Regions from separate parts of the Mus musculus genome. Here all the other regions are linked to region 7. A link is a contact called in public promoter capture Hi-C data. All regions are on one chromosome and are shown on one strand. Each heading gives the region's core, a stretch centred on a gene start, on an enhancer-like site or on the middle of the called end of the contact. The rest is flanking DNA. Distances are from core to core; before and after follow the strand shown. Region 1 holds the start of Fyco1 (FYVE and coiled-coil domain containing 1). Region 2 holds the start of D830035M03Rik (RIKEN cDNA D830035M03 gene). Region 3 holds the start of Sacm1l (SAC1 suppressor of actin mutations 1-like (yeast)). Region 4 holds the start of Csrnp1 (cysteine-serine-rich nuclear protein 1). Region 5 holds the start of Lztfl1 (leucine zipper transcription factor-like 1). Region 6 holds the start of Rpsa (ribosomal protein SA). Region 7 holds the start of Higd1a (HIG1 domain family, member 1A).

Region 1 (2,917 bases), core at 50-2,549, 2.0 Mb before region 7:
GACTTTTGTGAAGACTCAGAAGCAGCCACTGTCTTGACCTTAGTTCCTTTTTGCTGTCTCACTGGTGTCCCGGGAGCCATCTTAGATCTGACACCATGTACAGCAGATCAGGACTCTGTGGCACAGTGCTCTCCACCCCACATATTCCTTCACAAGGTTGTCTTCCACATGCCTCACACTCTCAATCTTAACATCCCAAAGCTGTTCAGGCTGTAGTCAGAGCAAGTTTTTCTTAGTTCACTCTATTGATAAATCTTTATTTCTGATGTCATTTCCTCCCACTTCTTCCCTTTTTTTTGTTTTCCTTTGTTAACAGAAAGGGGAATCATTTCTCTTCGTGAGGTTTTTTTTATCCTCATCCACAAACTGACAACTCCATCAAGTTAATATGTTGTCTCATATACCTCCAGTATAAAATATGAAATTAACTTAAAAGATTTCTTTTCCTTCCTGTATGAATTTATCCTGAGAACCTGGAATGCTGAAGTCTGGCAGATGCCACTATTAGCTAAGTCCTGTAAGGTACACAAGCATTTCTAGCTAACATGATGAAAATAAGGCAGTGTGAGGAGCCAGCCAGAGCTAAGAAGCGAACCTAATCATGGGCTGACATTCCTATGTACTGTCCCCTGTCTTTAGCATGTTCATCCATACTGGACTTGGAATGCAGTGTTCTATTGCACCAGGCTTCAGGGTGCTTTGCAACTCAGCAACAAGCAAACACGGGACTGAGGAAGCTAAGCATGGTAGTTCTTTAGCACATATTTTCAAACACTGTTTTTTAAGTGTCTGTTAATGAGGGGGAAACAAAAACTGAGAACTTAGGTCCAGCAGTACATACTAAGTTCATTTTTTTTTAGCTTCATAAATAAAACGTAATAGTACAAAAATACTAATGAGATTATTCTCAGATTGTTTGGGGGGTTTCGGAATCGGGCACATTATTTTATATTTACAGCTCATGCACAGTTCAAAGCCAATCGGTCACAATGCATGAGCTTAACAACAGTAAACAGCACTCGTTCAGGATTCTACACACGACTTCCGGGTATCCGAAGCTTGTTCGAGTTTCAGGAAGTGACGTCTGCCGTGAGACATGCCGGGAGTCGTAGTTAGCGTCCACCGTCCAGTTGCACCCGATGGGAGTTGTAGGCCATCCGTGAAGCATGCCGGGAGTTGTAGGCCATCCGTGAAGCATGCCGGGAGTTGTAGGCCATCCGTGAAGCATGCCGGGAGTTGTAGGCCATCCGTGAAGCATGCCGGGAGTTGTAGGCCATCCGTGAGGCATGCCGGGAGTTGTAGTCCGCGCGCGCTCTGGGGCTACTGGGCGCTTCATGGCAGTCGGCTCTGTGCTCGCCTACTCTTCCGCTCGGCCCTAGAAAGTTTCGTTTCTGCCCAGCGGAGGACCCACGAGCGTGTAAGTGCCGCAGGCGCCCGGACAGGCATCGGGGACACTGGGGCCTTTCTGGACGTCGGCGCGGAAGCTTCGTGGGGGCGTGGGTCGTCCCCTCCCACACAGGGCGCCTCGGGAGAACCCTCTCTCCAGAGAGGTTAGCTCCAATACGCAGGCTGTCTGCGGGGTCGTAGAAAGACCCTCAACACTGTTCCAAGATCGGAGCCGGCAGAAGGGGGCCGCCCTGTGAGGCGGAGCTTCGGCAGCTCTCCCCGAACCCCTGGCACAGCAGCCAAACCCCGAAGTTCTCGCGGGCACTGGGACTTGATCCCCAGAAAGCCAAACCCTCCTCTCTGCAGGACTCCTGACGCCCCTTCGGTCCAGGAGACACAGTTTGTTCCTTTTGTATCTTCGCTGACCTGACCCGCTGCCCTTATGCTCAGATAGTTCAAGGGGGCTCTGCGGTCAAGTTTCTGGAAACACCTGTAGGACGACTGAATGTATCTGGTGTGGTAGCTTGTCCTGTTGGCACCCAGGCTTGGGCTGCGGATGGGGGGCAGGGCGGAGCGACATCCTATTTGCATAAAAGAAGAGAACATGTAGTTGACACTTAAGCCAAGTCAAGTAGCTTCCTATTAATGCTATGATTCTCTGTGTCACTCTGCAAAGTTCCCACGGCTGGGCTGTCTCCTGCAGAAAAAACAGCACTTGTTTCTTTCTGTCCCTATGATTGTTTGACTTAACACAGGTGGTTTCCTTTCCAGACAGAAATGGGGCAGAGGCTCAGGACTTAATCTACTTACAGCCTCTCTCAGCAATGGTGGTCTGAAGCAGGTTAATTCCTCTGCCATCTGCTTGCTGCTGTTGCTGGGTTGGGGGAAGGGAGCTGTGGGTTTCTACTTTTAGTTTTGCAACCTCCTGGCTGCCCCGACACTCTCGGTCTATGACAACCAGTTCTGCTGTGTTGAAATGCAGAATACTGATTATGGGCCAGGATTGTTATCCTGGAAATCAGCCCAGGGCTGACTGTCAGCCTCCTTTACCTAAAAGGATCTGAAAAAAACAAAAACAAAAACAAAAAAAACTATAGCTTTAGGAGACAGAATTTATCTGTTTGTTTAATGTTCATATTTGTGTATCACTTCTTGAAAATTGTTTATTTTATTAAGAAAATAGATAACGTATACAGAGTCCTGCAGTACCGTGTGTGTGTGTGTGTGTGTGTGTGTGTGTGTGTGTTCTTAATATTTTACTTTATTTTTGTAATTGGTTTAGAACTTGGAAATGGTCTCAGGTTCCTTTGCCCCTTAGCCAGCATGGCTAAGTGCCAAGTGTTTAGCCCAGTCCTTTGAAGTGAGATAAAAGACACCACTTGTAATAGCAAAATCATCAATAACAAACATCTGGTGGTCTTGTTTTATGTTAGTCCTTGAGGCTGGAGGCCTGCTGCCTCCAGAACACAGAGTACTCAAGAAGTGTCAGTCCTTAGTCCTAGCTTCCCTTTGCAGGGAATGGTTAGCTGAC
Region 2 (2,700 bases), core at 57-2,556, 1.4 Mb after region 7:
AGCCACCAGCAAATGAGACAGAAAACATTTACGAAACCCTAATTTCATACAGCCTTCATACAGCCGCCACAAGAACATGCGTCACCGCCACTATTTTTCGACTACAACATTCAAAAACACCCACCCCAATTAGTTAACATAGTAACTGAGCCTTATAAAACACATATAAACATATACATGCAACCTCACGAGGTGTAATTTACAAAATGATTGCAAGCAGAGACAACAGGGCCACTTCCAAGTCAAATCAGAGGCCTCTCTCCTAAGTGTTTCAAACAGACGCCTCTGGGGGCTGCTTAAAACCAGCTGGGTCCAGCCCCACCCCAGCTCCGGTCAGTGACAGGTCTCTCTGGCACCCCCCCCCCCTCCAGTCCTGGCCGACTGAGTCGCAGATCCTCTAAGCCCTTAACTTCCCTTCCCTCCCAGCAAGGACTGAGCAAGGCCACCCCCCGCCCCCCATGCCCCAACACACACACACACACACACACACACACACACACACACACACACACTTGTGAGTCGTCTGAGAGTCACAGGTCTCGCAGTCACCCTAAAGCTGTCAGGTTCTCCAGCTTCTGGGCCCCACCCCTCCAGTCTCCTTGCAAAGCCCTGGCCAGCCCCGAGGCCACAAGAGAGATAACACCAGAGACTCCCAGCGTCTTGTCACTGTCAGGTTCCCTGCAAGCCCCTAGTCCTAGTCTCTGCAGCCCTGGCAAGTACTGTAGCTCCCTTACGGGTCTCTGAAGCCCCCGGCCTTTCTGTCAGTCCCCCCAGCCTCTGGCGGGTCCCCCTGCAGCCCTGGCGTGTCCCCCGACCGTCCTGTGAGTCCCCGAGACCCTTGTCTTCCTGCCAGTGTCAAGTTCCCCAAGCGCCTGCCGGTCGGGCCCTCGCCTCTACGGAGTCGCAGGCCCACTTAAGGCCGTGTCCGAGGCCCGGAGAGGGGCATCCCCCGGGCTAGGGTCGCGGGGAGCCCCCCGTCGCCATCTTCTGGGCGCCGAGACAAAGCCCAGAGGGACGCGGGCGGCGGCCGGCCACTGGCCCTTACCGAAAGATTGGAGGTTCTGGATAGTGGACATGCGACACTAGTGTGAGGCCGGTGAGAGGATAGAATTCCCGCGGGGCCCGCCCGGATCACCGTGTCAGGAGGCTGCAGCGGCGAGAAACGGAAATCAATGAAGCGGCGGAAGCCCGGGGCGCAGGAAGACGCGGAGGCGGCGGTGGGGCGCGAGCAGGGAGGCGGCGCTGCGGCTTCTCGCACAAAATGGCCGGCGCCGCGTATTTAGCCCCGCGCGCCGCCGCCACGTGACCGTCCGCACGCACCGCGCGTCCGCCCCGGAGCGCCGAGCCGGGGGCCAGCGAGGAGCGGGCGGGAGCCCACTGCGGGCAGCCGCGGTCCGTCCCGCCCGAGGCGCCGGGCGGAGGCGCTTCCGGGTGCAACGGCGAGAAACGTGCCCCCGGGGGTCTGGACTTGCAACCAGCGGGGACCGCGCTCTGCGCCTCCGCCGCCCTCCCCAGCCCCCAGGGTTCCCGAGACCCCTGAGTTCCTTGCAGAACCCTTGTGGGTGCCACCTGGGAATTCTCCCTTCCTCCAAGCCCCGGGATTCCGATGCTGCAGTCTCTACTAAGCTTAACCTGTTTGTCTCAGGTGTCACGACCTAGCCTCTAGCAGAGTCAGGTGTGCGTGGAGAGAACGCGCTACCATCCCGCCCGAGCTCTCCTCTGCGGAGCCTCCTAAGGTCGGATGCAAGTCCCGTGCAGGATGGGTGTCTGGTGGTTGCTAGGTGAGTGTGAGCGAGCAGATGAAGTAACTGTAAAGAGTAACCGTGCACAACCATCAGTGGACAGTGGAGAACCGTCTTAACCTATGTAAACCACCTATGCAGGTGGTTGGCTTTCTAGACCAAAGCAGTAGACTAAAAATTTGGAATTCTTAACCTTTTTGTAGGTCAAACCTGTTGCCTTCGTGTTGAAATAGTATTGGAGGCCTGATGCAAGACATTAGAAGCCATAGATAGCATACATACTATGTTTCTGTCTAGCAATCCATTCAACAAGATGTAGCAGTAGGTCCAATCGCTACTACAATTTCCTTTTTAAAAAGATTTTATTTTTATGTGGTTGGGTGTATGTACCATAGAGGCCAGAAGAGGGTGTCATATCCCCTGGAACTGGAATAACAGCTGGTTATGAGACCATGGGAACAGAACCCAGGTCTTGTGTAAGAGCAGCAACTCCTGGGAAGTCTCTCGAAGTCCATTACTGTAGTTTAAAAAAGGAAATGAATATCTGGAGTGTAGTGCTCATGTTTCAGTGACTTCTATTGTACAAAGTGGCCGCTCCTAATGTTTCTATGCATGGCCTGTTGCTTTAGGGTTGTAAAAATGAATACACTTGTATGCCCCTACATCCACCAGTCAGGTTTCAGGCACACTACTTACTCAGTTTTATTCTTATACCATGGTTTGAAAAACTCTAGCTTACGAATATTTGAATTAATAGTCTTGAGCATCTTCCACCTTCATGTAGGTCCTGGAGCAGGAACTCAGGTTGTCAGGCCATCAGCAAGCCTGAGCCACCTCACCAGTCCTTGAGAAGTTTTTAATAAATTATATAAATTTTCTGCCTGAAATATTAACACTATTTTCTAAGTAACTTAAAGAAGTCTACAAAGTAGTATAAGAAGCACAGACTACACAAAAC
Region 3 (2,886 bases), core at 206-2,705, 1.7 Mb before region 7:
TGGCCTGGTGAAACTCAGTGCCTGGGCAGCTCAAAAATAATCTTCCTAATTCTCAAGTTATCCATCTCAATTATTCTTCGATGCAGGAAAACTCAACAATATCCTGTAACCGAAAGCCGAGCTACTTCAAGGCAAGACTCCAAATTGCTTAAACACATCTGAGACCTAGTGTAAGATCATGTTCAGCCCTTCAACAACTATCAGGTGGACAATAACCTAATTTGCCAGTAAAGGACATGTGACTCGGGCCGGACATAGACCAGTAAGTACACTTTGCTTCAACTGTCACCAATAAGGTGATTATTCACTTTACAAAGGAAAACTAATTAAAAGAAATGTGGAAGGAAGGGTGGCGCTGGGCTTTTCAAAGAGAACTGTATGTAGCAAGCAGAAGAGGCATAAAGGGTGAACACAGCAAAACATGAAAAGTGTTGGGCAGATGGCCTCCCTCCAAATTCTGGACTCATAACTTTACACCTTCAGTTATTCATTGGGCGTACCCAAACTACATTTGTTTCCTGCAAACGAACTGGGATGTCTATGTCTAATTAACAGGATAATTTAACTTGGCTTTTCGAAAGTTATATTTGCTTCTGCTACTAAAGGCATTCCCAGACCGTGGTAAATTATTAAAGCGGTTAGGGCGAAGTTATTCACAAACAAGGAGTGTAGGTGCTGAGGGTAACACAAGAGAAATTATCCCCCATCTCCTCTAACCCAGGACGAGCCAAAGAGCTTATAAATGTCTATTTTTTTTTTTTTTTGCACCTCTAAACATCCAGTGGCTGGGCCTCAAAACCTCAAGTCCTGGCTTTGCCAAAACTCAACATTGCTACGCCAAAATAGAGGCGAGCCTACTGTAGCTGTCGACGCAGTCTGTTGGAATAAGCACAGTAAATTCGACCGGCCCTTAGGACATCTGACTAAATTATTGCTGCGCCCTAAGAAGGACCCGTCATTGAGACTCCCAGGCCCAGAAAGCCTGAAACCAAGAGAAAGGTTAGCTCTGCCGGCGGACGTCAGAGCACGCCCGGTGAAAAAGGCCTCTCCCGGAGGCCACCCAGGGAAAGCTGGCTGCAGCCTCCGGTGCTGCGGGCTGCGGCTCGGCTCACCGCGCCAGGTCCAGCGGCGGGCGAGGCTGCGGGACACTGGCCTACGCTGCAGCCAGGCTGGACGGGGAAAGCCCAGCCCGCGAGCTCGGCCGGTGCGGGCCGCACACTCCCGGGCCTCGGCGCCCGCTCGCCCCTCCGCCCTTCCTGTCAGCGGCCGCAGCCCGCGGGACTCACAGCTTCAGATGCTCGTAGGCTGCGGCCGCCATCGTGCAGCTTCCTCCTCTTCGCTCCACCCGCAGTGTAGCCCGCTGCCACCCCGGCTCCGCGGCGACCGCTCCCCAGGCGCGGTGGTCAAGGAGCCTCGGCCTGGCCCCACCCCCTCCCGGGTCCGCCTCTCGGGCGAGCACGGGAGCCGGCGGCGGACAAACCAGTGAGCTGCGAGGCACGCCTCCGATGCGCGGATTGGAGCGGACCAAAGAACGCCGTGACGTCGCCTCTGGGGATTGGTGTAACGCGTTGCAGAGAAAGGCGGAGTCCCGGTAGCTTTGCACTGAGTCGCGACATTCAACAAACCGACCAGACTGAGGTTAGAAGCAGGAAGCATAGTGAAGCTGTGTAATTGGAGATCACTTATCGTGGAGGAGGCCTCCTCAGCACCGGGCCAGTGGCGCAATGGATAACGCGTCTGACTACGGATCAGAAGATTCTAGGTTCGACTCCTGGCTGGCTCGACGTGTGCGATCTTTTTCCTGAACCTTGGAAGGCCTGCTTGAAAAGGATCATAGCTAGATTGTCAAGGTCAAATGTCTTACGTTTTAATGTTGCTTTGCGAAAAAATAATACCTTCTTGGCTGTATTTGAAACCCGGAGTTACCTAAAACGGTTTGCAAGTTTCCTAGCTCCCCTGTTCTTAAAATTGCGCAGGAGTCTGGAAATGTACTCTTACGAAAACACTCTTGAGAGTGGAGGTTTGCAATCAGGGACAGGGACATGCGTGGCCAATGTCTTCCCACCCGATGACGGAAAAATCTCACCGAAAGCTCCTAGCTGGTAGAACACAGACGGCACTGACATGAGAAGGGCGTAGCTTCTGCTCTTCATGATTGGTACAGCGGCCTTGGCTAGCTCCGCTTGCAAAGCCGACCTAGCCTCCACTGCACAAGGAAACCTTAAAAATTCGGGGATTTCGCAGTAAGAGGCCCAGAAAAACGAGTACATGAACATTTTACGTAAGACCTGAGATAGCCAGAAACAGATGTGACGAAGGTGGATCGGGAGCAGGGCTCAGCCTATTCATTAACCAGTCACTCCATGATTAAGTTGTCCTAGAAAACATACCCCACTCCCCAGGAGTTTATTAAAACTGTATCAGATAAAGGAAATTATTGGGGCAGAATTAGACCAAGGACCAAGGGGTGTGGCTCACTCCTGCAGTCCATACTGCTGGATATAGACCAGGCCAAATGGCTGCCTTTGCTTTCCAGAGTACTGGAATTTAAGGTACAAGATACCATACCAGGCTTCTACACTTCTGAGGATTTAGTTTGCTTTTAATGAAGTTATAGTGGGTTGTTTCTCGAGACCGGGTTTCCCTGTGTAGTTTTGACTGTCCTGGAACTTGCTCTGTAACCAGGCTGGCCTCCAACTCAGAGATCCCTGCCTCTGCCTCCTGAATACTGGTGTAAAAGCACGCACCACTACTGCCCAGCTAACAGTATTTTTTGTTTGCTCTTTAATTTTTTGTCTGAGATTTGAGATCATTAATATGCATTGTTGTCAGTTTTAGCACTTAAAAAAAATGAGGGTTTTTTTTTTTTGTTTTGTTGTGTGTTTT
Region 4 (2,846 bases), core at 166-2,665, 1.9 Mb after region 7:
AATGCTGGAGTTAAAGGCCTGCACCACCACGGATCTGCCATGTTTTGTTCTCAAAATGGGGTTTAAACTTAGAGCTTTTCACATGCTGAGAAAGTGCCCTACCATTGAGCTACATGCTTCTTCAGCTAGCCCTGTAGACTATTTCCTGAGCAGACTCAGCCACCCGGCAGCTTCTGTGTACCAAAGCTGTGTGTTGAGGATCTCAGACCCCAGATTACCACAGATAAAGGGCAGGCTGACTCCCCCACCCCCACTCTGCTTGTCCTCTGTACACATGTACATCCAGGACTGAAGACTGAAGAAAGGGCCCGTCATCCTCCCCACCCTCGGTGCCATTTAGGCAGGACAGAAGGTCACCTCCCTACTACACCCGGGGGAGGGGAGAATGGAATCCTGAGGGTTGGACTAGCCACTGACAGCATTCATCTAGGACAGTCAGAAGAACCCAGAATGCAGCGGGAGCGGGGCTGGGAGGGGGAGGGTCGAGCTTCCACGAAGGCTTCCAGGAGGAGGAGGCAGTCCTTGCTGAGCCATCCTAGACGTTGTTGGGATTCCCTCAGGTGAGCAGAGTGAGGGTGAAACGTTCCAGGCGGTGCAGTCAGAACGGGAGAGAAAAGCGCTCTAGGTACTGGGTCGAACTGGCCCTGCCGTGGGCTGACGAGGACTCGGGTGGGCTCCTGAGAGAGAAGTTGACTGCTAGAACACACTTTCTTCTGCCTAGTAGTACAGGGAGTTGGCTGCGAGCCTAAGGAAGGTCTTGGCGGGAGCAGAGGAGGCAGCAATCCGCTGTAAGTAGCCAGGGTCCGGCCTAGGAGAAACCAGATTCTTTTTTTTTTTTTTTTTAAGGAGGGATGGGGGTGGGGAAGCTGGTTCCAGCAATCTCTACTTTAGGTATTGTTCGGAGTAAGGGCTCTGGCCCGAGGGCAGAGGTGAAGGCCAGGCCCTAGGATGACCTTTTCTTCTCTCCTCATCCCTGGCTGGTCTCCAGTCTGAGCTAACTTTCTGCGGGATCTGGGAAAAAGAGGTGGGGTGAGGGCCGGGGAAGGGTCCTCAGATTGAATTGATAATAATCTGCCCTGGGCGGGTGGAGGCAGGGGAGGAGCTTCCATCGCTCGCAGCCTCAGTCTACCCAGTCTGCAGCTCGGGACTGCTCGGCGTGGAGAAGCGGGCATCTCTAGGACCCGGCTCTGCACGAAGCTCGGCTCCGCGATCTTAGGAGCCGAGCGCGGAGCAGCGGCGTCGCGGCCCGGTCACAGTCCGCGGGGAGGCTCGAGGCGGGGGAGGGGGCGGTGCCTCCGGGGCGGGGCCGAAGGCTGCGGGCTGCGGGGCGGCCTGGCGGGAGGCCCGGCGTGCGTCAGCGCCGTGAGCCCCGGAGTTTTCCACTGACGAGGAGGGCGGAGCCGCGGGCGGGGCCGGGGCTGAGCCAGTCTCTCCCGCCGCCGCCGGACGCGCAGACCTGGGCCGGCTGCACCGACGGCCGCCCGGCCGAGCGCACTGCGGGTCGCTGTGTGCGCTGCGACCCTGGGGCCGGCACACGAGTGGCTTCGGTGAACTGGGCGAGCCCTGCTAGCTTAGGTGAGTGCCACGGTTCCTGAACGCGGCGGGATGGGAAATGGGGCAGGGGGCGTCTCGGGTGAGTGGCGCTGTCACTCCAGCTCCCCGCTGATCTCCCTTGGGTCCTCCGGAGGGGACGCCGGGATCCGGCCTCCGAGCCCGACTGGAGATCTGGCGCCTGGAGTGAGAGCCCACGGCTGCGAGGTGGCGGGGGGGGGGCAGGCTTCCCCTCCCCCGCCTCGTTGTGGTTACCCCAGATGTCCAGGCGCCCCAAAGCCGGGCGCAGGTGGCAGTGGGACGGGGCGCGCGTGCCCGCGGGTGAGTTTCCTTTTGACCTAGTTGCCTGAGAACTTTTCAGAAGTTACTCGCGTGGCCGGGGCAGGTGACATTGGTCGTCTTCCTCCTCGGGCTCCCTAGGGGGAGGGTGCCCGAGCTGCGGCGTGTGCCGGGCGCCCTCGGCAGGCGGGGGTCAGGGAGGGTTTGGAGGGATGAGTGAGGAATGAGCGAGGCTTGGTGAGTCACGGACCCCGGGAGGGAGGCGGGGGGGAGAAGGATTGTGTCGTATGTTCACCTGTCACCGTCACACTCAGAGGCCACTGCCGTGAGTCACCGGGGCGCAGCTACACCGACCACCCGCGGGCACACGTAGGCTCTCTCCCACGCACCTCTACTCCCTCTTCTGCATGCATTTCCTCTCCTTCCTCAGTTTCCCCTTCCCGGAGGTCCTTTCGCCTTCATGTACTGTAGAAAAGCCTACACCACAGCAACGGCCACACACTTAGTCACTCGGGTTGCCGATACAGTCACTCCCAGATGTAGCCCACCTTCCTGACAACAGAGAATTCCTCCCTCCTCTCTAGCTACCCACCCAACATCTCTGGACCGAAGTCTCAGCCTTCTGCAGAGAGTAAGTCAATACTCTCTGCCCCCAAATCTTTGACAGCCCCGCCCACATCTCCCGAGCTGTCACCAAATCCACCCCCTTTTCTCCTTTGCGCTTGTCCTGTCAGTTCACCTGGCCCTACCCTGTGTCCTACGGGTCACACCCTCTCTGGCTCAGGCGCTGAGCCATCTTTCAACCATGCAAATCTAGAATTGTCAGTCCTTACTTACGCACTTGGGTGGCTTCCTGTGCCCTCGGGCTAACACAGGCCCTCTTAGTTGCATCGCCACCAGAAGGCGCACTGGCTGTCCTTGCTCCAGTCCCTGTACCATGCAGTGTGACCCCCCCCCCCCAATCTGGAACTCTGCCAACATCCCTCCTTCAGAGGAGCCTGCCTCGTCCCCAGTTC
Region 5 (2,737 bases), core at 154-2,653, 1.9 Mb before region 7:
CACCCCCACCCCTACCCACCCACTCCCCCTTTTTGGCCCTGGCGTTCCCCTGTACTGGGGCATATAAAGTTTGCAAGTCCAATGGGCCTCTCTTTGCAGTGATGGCCGACTAGGCCATCTTCTGCTACATATGCAGCTAGAGACAAGAGCTCCGGGGTACTGGTTAGTTCATATTGTTGTTCCACCTATAGGGTTGCAGTTCCCTTTAGTTCCTTGGGTGCTTTCTCTAGTTCCTCCATTGGGGGCCCTGTGGTCCATTCAATAGCTGACTGTGAGCATCCACTTCTGTGTTTGCTATGCCCGACCTAAAGCTGTACTACAGAGCAATTGTGATAAAAACTGCATGGTACTGGTATAGCGACAGACAAGTAGACCAATGGAACAGAATTGAAGACCCAGAGATGAACCCACACACCTATGGTCACTTGATCTTTGACAAGGGAGCTAAAACCATCCAGTGGAAAAAAGACAGCATTTTTCAACAAATGGTGCTGGCACAACTGGCTGTTATCATGTAGAAGATTGCGAATTGATCCATTCCTATCTCCTTGTACTAAGGTCAAATCTAAGTGGATCAAGGAACTTCACATAAAACCAGAGACAGTGAAACTTATAGAGGAGAAAGTAGGGAAAAGCCTCGAAGATATGGGTACAGGGGAAAAATTCCTGAATAGAACAGCAGTGGCTTGCGCTGTAAGATCGAGAATCAATAAATAGGACCTCATAAAATTGCAAAGCTTCTGCAAGGCAAAAGACACCGTCAATAAGACAAAAAGATCACCAACAGATTTGGAAAGGATCTTTACCTATCCCAAAACTTGAAGATTCTAATGACTCAAGTTAGACTTCATAAGTGAAAACTTCCGCCAGGGAGATCAGGACGTTATTCCACAACCTTCTCCTGGCGAATCTAGTGTTTGTCTCTCTAATTCACTACTCTATATAAACCTATGTTTTTGCACATTTTTTTTCCAAAAAGGTAAAGTTATTCTCTTCTGCCAGCGTTATAAAACAATGCAGATGGAGGAAGGGCGTGCACCAGGGCCAGCATGAGCTTGATAGCCGGATGCAGTCACGCTGAAGCCCTGTTCACTCAGCCTGTTCTTCTCAGAGGTCTGGAACCACCAGCTCTGGATCCCGGTGCCAAAGCCCAACTTCTGTCCTGATTGTAGGCAAACACGCTGGCACCTAAGGCGCTGCTCAGCTCCCCCCCCCCACCCCCGACCGGAAATTTCTCTGTTGCCATTGGCAACGGCAGGCACCGCCCCAGGTTAGCGTGGCAAGAAAAGGTGGGACTTCCGGATCTCAAAGCCAATGTACCCGCGGAAATTAGCCAGTTACGCAACATCATCCGTCACGTGACACTGAGAGCCAATGATAGCGTGCAAGCGAGGGCCCACGTGTCTCCGTTCCCATTGGCAACGCGCGGCTTCTAAACAACCTCCGTTCCTCAGGCCCCGGTGCCGGCCTCCCTGTTTCCTGTCGGATCCGCCGCCACCATGGTGAGTGTCCTGGTCGGGAGAGGCCCAGCCGGGGTGCGGAGGGCGAGCGAGCGAGCGAGCGAGCGGGGCCTCGCCGGGGAGGGAGTCACGTCGGCCGAGCCGCGGGGACAGCTTCTTGCTGAAGCCTTCCTCCGGCCTTGTCGCCTCGTCCTTGGCTGTGGTCTGGGAAGCCCTGGCCGACACAGCCGCACACATTTGCCAGGGTGAAGAATGACGGGCTGGTTCCAACTTTCTGTGTGAACTTGGTTGAATCTAATTTTCTGAAGCACCTGATTTTACAACTGACTAATTATCGGTGCTGTTTTCTTTGTTTGGACGTCTGACGACCATTTGGGTATTAGAGTTCGGGCTTACTTTGAGACAGATAAAACTGAAGCGAAAACGCCAGTCCATCCAACCTTTCATCGTACAATTAATTTAAATAGCTGGGCATAGAGAAGTTATTGAAAGTGAAGCTCAAGTGGGTTGCTGACATATCCCAGCAATCAATTCCTAGTAAGTGTCACTTTGTATACATCTAAACAAAACAGACCATTTCTTAAACCATCCTGAGCTAGGAACTGGTCCTGCTTCTGATGTCAAAAACGAAAAAAAAAAAAAAATTACGCTAGTGGCTTCACAAAAAAGTTAGTACTTGTTTGTGTTCTTACTCTTTTATGTCATTGTGATAACACTTGGAAACCGGGTGTAGATGATTTGTCAAACAATGCACATAAAATAAACACTTTAAGCAATAAGCTCACTCTTTTTTAAAAAAAATTATCCTTTAAAGATTTTATACATTCATACAATGTATTTTAAATCCCCTAGCATCTTCCAGAATTATTGTTTACTTCCTGTCCTGTTTTTTTTAAGCCTACCTAGTCCAATTTATGCTGCACATATACTCATGTGTGTGGGACCATCACCTTCCTTGGGCCACACTCTTAAAAGAAACTGTCTCTCTGCCCTTCATAAATCTTCAGCCGTCAGTAACTGCTCAGCTAGAAGTGCGATCTCATAAACCCCTCCCCGTCTCTGTGCTGGATTGTTGATTGGCACCTTTGTGCAGGTGACCACAGTTGTGAGTTTCTAGGCCAGCAGTTCTGTCATGTCTAGAAGACAGTTTTTGTTGTTGCTGTTTCAAGACAGGGTTTCTCTGTTTAGTCCTGTCTATATTGGAATCCTCTCTGTAGTCCAGCCTGACCTTGAACTCAGATTCACTTGCCTTTGCCTATCTATGCCTCTGCCTCCTG
Region 6 (2,700 bases), core at 195-2,694, 1.7 Mb after region 7:
GCTGCGAGCAACAGCTTCTCCCAGGTCCTCTTCAGGTTTATGATGTAGATACCTAGGCCAGCAAACGGAACTCTCTGAGGAGCTTCCCAAGGCAGGAAGTCTGGCAGTCACTCTGCAGACCTGGCTGATCAGACTCCTGACTGCCTCCTAAACACTAGGATTAAAGGGTGTGAAACCACCACACCCAGCAACAAGTAGTTTAAAGTGGGTGTCCCAGACAGGCTTGCTAGCCTCATAGCCTTGTGAATGGACACTGTGGGAAGGTAAGGCATACGCATGTGGCAGTGACCACTACCAAACTCCAGTCATAGAGGCAAGCTCTACTGGTGTTAGCGAAAATCCTGCCATAAATTCAATGTAGCACACTTCCGACACTCAGAAGTTCACTGGCCAAGACTGGCCTCCACTCTGAGCTTTAATAGTGTGCAGGGTCAGTCAGTCCTCCATGACCTCTGGCCCCTTCCCACACATCCTCTTAGTTACATCACAAGCCAGAGTAGCACTCCAACACCAACCATTCAGTTACCAGGCACTATACCCATTAGAGCACCATAGTCAGGAACTGACTATCACAGGTGGCAACTGACCGTCACTTTTCCTTTTGTAGATGTACTGCTCCATCTGAAAGTCAAGGTTGGTGCCACCTAAGTGGGTTCCCGCAGCAAGGAATTTGAGGACATCCTCCTCCTTCATCTGCAGGACGTCAAGGGCTCCGGACATTGTGTAAGTTTCCCTTTAAGTTACGATGGGAATCTAAAAAAGGAATAAAATTCATCTTTTTTCTTCTGACACTAGAACTCACAAGATTGCCCTGCCTCCTGAGAGGGGGACTAAAGGCGTATGCCACTAGGCGCAGCACATCATCTGAGCTGAAATGGGTTGTGTTCTTATTCCTCCTTGCCTTTCGATTTTTCTGGCCACCTAGTCACTAAGGAAAGTGACTTTGTCAGCAGAGCACATATAGAAAAACTGGACAGTTGAAGTTAGCGCCTCCGCAGGCACACTGACTACAGGATAGCTACTTAAGTATAGCTGCTTCTTTGCACCGAGAGTTGCGCAAAGGCGGCCATGATCGGGGTGCTTCGGGAGTTGTATTTCGAGACTGGCCGGCAGTTCCCGTCCCATCTCCATGCGCCTCACAAGCACTTTTCCCAGCATCTTGCCGACAGGGCCCTCGAGCGTGGCGCGAACCGCAGAAGGGCCCCGCAGTGGCGCCCGCCCCACCTAACTGCGGGCCAGCACGTGGCGCTGCCGCCAGGAGCCAAGCCGCCCCGGCACACGCAGCCTCGGCGCCCTCCGCGCCCACCCATGGCGCGGGAAGCTAGTAAGCGCGCGTCCCGCGGCGTCCGGAGACGCCGAGGGCTCCACGTGAGACTCACCAAGAACAACGCCGTATGGACCCGTCCCCGGGTAGCGCGAAAGGACGGGCGGCCGGAAATGACGTCCTTAAATAACCCACAGCCAGCCAATGGCAAAGCAGGCTAAGCAAAAAGGGAGAACTTCCGCTCCGGAAAAAGCCTCTGGCGCACGCGCAGATTCAGTGAGTGGGCCCGCTGTAGCGCGCGCGGAGCGGAAGTTAAAGTGGCCCGCGCCTGCGCGGCTGCAGTCGCTGCACAGACCCCAGGCCGGAAGTAGCTGGGGCGAGGGGGGGGAGTGGGGGGGGGGGAGCGAGCGTGGAAAGTCCGTAGCTTTTGGTCCGCTGAGTGACGAATAGGCTTCAAGCTGGGCCACCTATGTCAGGATTAACTCCAGGAGCACACACCCGCCTGCCCCTCTGGTACTGGCTCCTTCCTACATTTGAGAACTACAAAATAGTAGTTACCCAGTAAGATATTACAAAAGTGTTGAAGGGAGCAGGGAGAAATTTGGATGCGTCATCTATTTACAAAGCGTTTATTACTGTATTCCATGTCTCAAGTAATCTAGAGATGACTTGGAGTCTGTGGGAGGGTTGTGGTTATTAGAAAATACCAGACTATTTTTGTTTTGTTTTGTTTTTCGAGACAGGGTTTCTCTGTACAGCCCTGGCTGTCCCGGAACTCACTTTATTGACCAGGCTGGCCTCGAACTCAGAAATCCGCCCGCCTCTGCCTCCGGAGTGCCGGGGCTAAATAAAGGCGTGTGCCACCACGCCCAGCTCAGACCATTTTATATTAGGGACTTGAGCATCTATGGGTTTGGCATCCATAGGTGGTTCTGGAACAAATCCCACAGATACTGAAGGATAACCATATATGCATACAACAAAAATAATAGATCAAAAACCCAGAGGAGTGTGGGTGCAGCTCCGTGGTAGAGTACTAACATCGAAAGGCTCTGGGTTTCTTCAGTTCTTGCTGGGGCAAGAGGACCATGAATTTGAAGCTATAGTCATACTCTGTCTCAAAAATAAATATAAAACGGTAAAACTAAAAAGAACAAAGCATTTAACTTGCCACATCGTGAATGTGTATCAAGATATCTTGTTAAGTAAAACAGAATATTCTAAAATCTATTAAGTGGTATGTTCAGGTCAGGTAGTGGTGGCCTATGCCTGTAATCCTAGCCAGCACTCAGGAGACAGAGGCAAGCAGATCTCTACGAGTTGAAAGCTAGTCTAATCTACAAAAATGAGTTCCAGGACAGCCAAAGCTACACAGAGAAACCCTGTCTTTAAAAAAAAGAAAAAATAGAGTGGCCTAGCTCCCTGCGGCTGTCCTT
Region 7 (2,732 bases), core at 182-2,681:
ACAAAGCTGCCACATATCCAAGGTATGGAAAGCTTTATTTCATTTTTGTTCTTTGAACCAGGGCTTCTCTGTGTAGTCCTGGCTGTCCTGGAACTTGTACTGTAGACAAGGAAGGACTTGAACTCTGAGATCCACCTGCCTCCCTCCTAAATACTAGGATTAAAGGTGTGCACCACCATAAAAGTTTTATTTTAAAAATATGTGTATCTTGCCTGCATGTATACATGTATGTGCATCATATATACATGCCTGGTGCCTGAAGCAGTCAAAAGAGGGTTTGAGTTCCACTGAGTTGGGATGGTTGGGAGCCTCACGTTGAGTGTCAGGAACTGAACCTGGATCCTCTTGTAAGAAGAGTAACAAGTGCCTTTAAATCACTGGGACAACTCTCCAGCCACAGGCATAGAGTTTTATCATGTATAACATGGAATGTTTCCTACATATGACTTAACTCAAATAATTTTTAACCTGTGTTTGATCCTTGGAACCTGTGGGCAAAGGAAACAACAGGTCCCTTCATGTTGTCCTCTGCTCTCCACACATTTGCCATAGCACATGTGCCCCTCCCCACAATAAATAAAATGGTAATACAAAATTTTAATATTCAGTCATGACACCTGTTATGTAGTTATTGGAAGGTGGCTCATAAGACTACACCAGCCTTCAGGAAATTCAAGAAACGTATTGAGGGCCCAACAAGATGGTTCACTGGGTAAAGGCCACCAAATCCCACAATCAGAGTTCTAGCCCCAGGGTCCAGACATTAGGAGGTGACTGGTGAAGGTTGTCCTCTGACCTCAGCAAATGTTCACACAAGTAAATGTAATAAAATTAGTTTACAAAGAAAAGAAACATTGAGGTATGGGGAAGTTAGAAAGTTAGCCGATTCACTGTGGTTCCTCTTGCCAGTTTATATAATCGGTGCACAAAGGGGGAAGAAGCCCTCTGCAGAGCTGCCTCTGGCGGGGCAAGGGGTGGGCAGGGTAGACAAGACGGAATCCTTTCTCTTGTCCGTGGTTGGTGCTCTATTCGGGGTGAGGAGACAATTGTTCCTCTCCCTGAAGTCACTCAAAGTTGAGTACCTACCAGTAGCCTACCTCTCTCAGAGGCCGCCATGTTCTGCTACGCTGAGAGTCTTGGACAGACACGTCCCATAGTGGGGCTGTCGGTGTCTGCCATCCCCGGAGCCCACACGAAGCCCCGCCCCGGAAGCTGCCTGCCCCATCAGACTCCTCCCCAGGCATGTGTGAGGTCACTGCTCTCCGGCCACCACCAGCTCCGGGGAGGGACCCAAAGGCGCCCCGACGGCGCATGCTCCCGCTCGGGCGGGCCGCTCGGCTCACCTAAGCCGGTCTAGCCTGCGTGCGTGGCGTTCGCGGAGCCCAGCGAACCGGTCGCGAGAACCTCGAGGCAATTGGGGTTGGGAGGCAGCGGCCGCCAGGCGGCACCGCGCCAGCACTGCCGCCCAGGCCTCACGTCTGACACGAACAGCGCGCGCCGCCACGAACCGGGCCGGCCCCCCAGCCAATGGGCGCCGCGCTACAAGTGACCACGCCCACCGCCCCTCGCACGTAAAGGGAGTCTCTGGCCCGGCCTCGCCGGCTGCTGGCTTCTGATTGGCTGGGGCGAGCAGTGGCCGCAGCAGGCGAAGCCGGTGTTCTCGCACTCGGGTGGCGGCCAGAAACCGGCAGGACTGGAAGGGACCCCGCGTCTCGGTGAGTGAAGCGGGAGCCGGGCGGGAGGCGAGGGCTGCGGGGCGGGGGGTCCCTCGGGTGGGCGGAGGACTTGGGGTCCCCGTCGGCCAGTGCATGTGGAGCCGGAGGAAGGAGGCCGGAGCTTCTGGAGCGGATCGTGGCCGAGGGAACGAGAGTCGCGGAGGAGGCAACGATGGCAAACGGGGACCGGGCTGGTGCCAGCTTCGGGGATCCCGGGAGCAGTGGGAGGAGAGGGAGAGGGAGCGCGATCGCACGGGTCTAGGAGTCTGGACAAGGTCACAAGAAGGTGGGAGGTGAGGCAGGGCGCAGCGCTCGGGCACCTCGGCCTGGCCTTCCCGGGCGCCACCCGGGGTTTGCGCAGACCTTACGTGACCCTGTGTCACCGGATGGAGGAGGGAAGGCTGTGGCGGAATGCGAATGCCCCTGACAAGGGAACGGGGTGCAGAGATCACAAAAGCACGACTAAGGTTCAGGTGTGCCAGCCGTCCGGGTGACTCGATTCTGTTCTCTGCTTCCCTCGTTTATTCCTGGGGTGGAAAGCAGTCCTCTCTTTGAGGGGGTGATCCCTACCCGGGAATCTGCTTCCCGGACTACTGAGGCCCCCTGCAAATTGACAGTTTGGATGCAAATTCTTGACAGGTTCAAAAGGTTCTCGGTGCTCCTGGAATGTGCTAGAAGGTCTTCTCTGCACAGTATAACTTGAAAGGGCTTCTTAAGATACAAATCCTAGTGTTGTGCCCCTGGCCGTTTGAATCACAATCTCAGAGAAGCCATTTTGCACAAGCTGACAGGTAACTTAGGCAAAATCAGAATTTAAAATTTACTATTTTAGGTAATAGTTCTTAGGACCAAAGGGACATGCTGGGAAGAGTCTTCAGCTGTTATATCACCTGATGCCCAACCATTTTCTTATTTACCTCTTCTAGGTTGCCATGCCTTTGGAAAAGTGTGTCAGTAGTTATGCCTGGCCTTACAGAATAATGTGCTCAGCAAACTAAGTTTGAATATCTGGTTATT

The links. Promoter capture Hi-C pulls out the DNA fragments that hold promoters and counts their contacts. Capture Hi-C pulls out chosen DNA fragments and counts their contacts.
Region 1: a contact with region 7 is called in a promoter capture Hi-C map of pre-B cells, with 4 times the contacts expected there. The contact joins the promoter of Fyco1 here to the promoter of Higd1a in region 7. A contact is called at or near these places in 2 of 39 promoter capture datasets (the C10 cell line and pre-B cells).
Region 2: a promoter capture Hi-C map of pre-B cells shows a contact between it and region 7, with 6 times the contacts expected there. The contact joins the promoter of D830035M03Rik here to the promoter of Higd1a in region 7. A contact is called at or near these places in 2 of 39 promoter capture datasets (liver and pre-B cells), 1 of 115 datasets of contacts at active chromatin or transcription factors (extraembryonic endoderm stem cells) and 1 of 9 other capture datasets (adipose tissue).
Region 3: a promoter capture Hi-C map of erythroid cells shows a contact between it and region 7, with 5 times the contacts expected there. The contact joins the promoter of Sacm1l here to the promoter of Higd1a in region 7. A contact is called at or near these places in 2 of 39 promoter capture datasets (erythroid cells and pre-B cells) and 2 of 484 Hi-C or Micro-C datasets (B cells and CD4 T cells).
Region 4: a promoter capture Hi-C map of adipose tissue shows a contact between it and region 7, with 2.3 times the contacts expected there. The contact joins the promoter of Csrnp1 here to the promoter of Higd1a in region 7. A contact is called at or near these places in 2 of 39 promoter capture datasets (liver and pre-B cells), 1 of 115 datasets of contacts at active chromatin or transcription factors (embryonic stem cells) and 2 of 9 other capture datasets (adipose tissue and liver).
Region 5: a contact with region 7 is called in a promoter capture Hi-C map of pre-B cells, with 2.5 times the contacts expected there. The contact joins the promoter of Lztfl1 here to the promoter of Higd1a in region 7. A contact is called at or near these places in 2 of 39 promoter capture datasets (liver and pre-B cells).
Region 6: a contact with region 7 is called in a promoter capture Hi-C map of adipose tissue, with 2.5 times the contacts expected there. The contact joins the promoter of Rpsa here to the promoter of Higd1a in region 7. A contact is called at or near these places in 3 of 39 promoter capture datasets (liver, neutrophils and pre-B cells), 1 of 115 datasets of contacts at active chromatin or transcription factors (thymic regulatory T cells) and 1 of 9 other capture datasets (adipose tissue).

What each region holds. Positions count from the first base shown.
Region 1 is chr9:123,850,281-123,853,197 of GRCm38.p6, reverse strand. Fyco1 (FYVE and coiled-coil domain containing 1) reads left to right here and starts at 1,299. Exons shown (of 18, transcript NM_001110253.2): 1 at 1,299-1,417. It overlaps Xcr1 (chemokine (C motif) receptor 1), which reads left to right. Exons shown (of 2, transcript NM_011798.4): 2 at 1-883. It overlaps Gm51700 (a long non-coding RNA gene), which reads right to left. Exons shown (of 2, transcript XR_003948283.1): 1 at 2,197-2,917; 2 at 1,235-1,967.
Region 2 is chr9:120,491,187-120,493,886 of GRCm38.p6, reverse strand. It overlaps D830035M03Rik (RIKEN cDNA D830035M03 gene), which reads left to right and starts at 1,306. Exons shown (of 2, transcript NR_166642.1): 1 at 1,306-1,781. It overlaps Eif1b (eukaryotic translation initiation factor 1B), which reads right to left and starts at 1,281. Exons shown (of 4, transcript NM_026892.3): 1 at 1,046-1,281. The coding sequence starts at 1,076.
Region 3 is chr9:123,528,322-123,531,207 of GRCm38.p6, reverse strand. It overlaps Sacm1l (SAC1 suppressor of actin mutations 1-like (yeast)), which reads right to left and starts at 1,455. Exons shown (of 20, transcript NM_030692.5): 1 at 1,287-1,455. The coding sequence starts at 1,318. n-TRacg2 (a tRNA gene) reads left to right here and starts at 1,711; the gene lies at 1,711-1,783.
Region 4 is chr9:119,982,348-119,985,193 of GRCm38.p6, reverse strand. It overlaps Csrnp1 (cysteine-serine-rich nuclear protein 1), which reads left to right and starts at 1,415. Exons shown (of 5, transcript NM_001357562.1): 1 at 1,415-1,575. It overlaps Gm33800 (a long non-coding RNA gene), which reads right to left and starts at 1,349. Exons shown (of 4, transcript XR_871355.3): 1 at 1-1,349.
Region 5 is chr9:123,716,291-123,719,027 of GRCm38.p6, reverse strand. It overlaps Lztfl1 (leucine zipper transcription factor-like 1), which reads left to right and starts at 1,403. Exons shown (of 10, transcript NM_033322.3): 1 at 1,403-1,502. The coding sequence starts at 1,500.
Region 6 is chr9:120,126,510-120,129,209 of GRCm38.p6, reverse strand. Rpsa (ribosomal protein SA) reads right to left here and starts at 1,444. Exons shown (of 7, transcript NM_011029.4): 1 at 1,380-1,444; 2 at 588-753; 3 at 1-52. The coding sequence starts at 720. It overlaps LOC115485682 (a small nucleolar RNA gene), which reads right to left and starts at 430; the gene lies at 275-430.
Region 7 is chr9:121,856,495-121,859,226 of GRCm38.p6, reverse strand. It overlaps Higd1a (HIG1 domain family, member 1A), which reads left to right and starts at 1,431. Exons shown (of 4, transcript NM_019814.5): 1 at 1,431-1,715. Gm47112 (predicted gene, 47112) reads right to left here and starts at 1,480. Exons shown (of 1, transcript NR_168944.1): 1 at 19-1,480.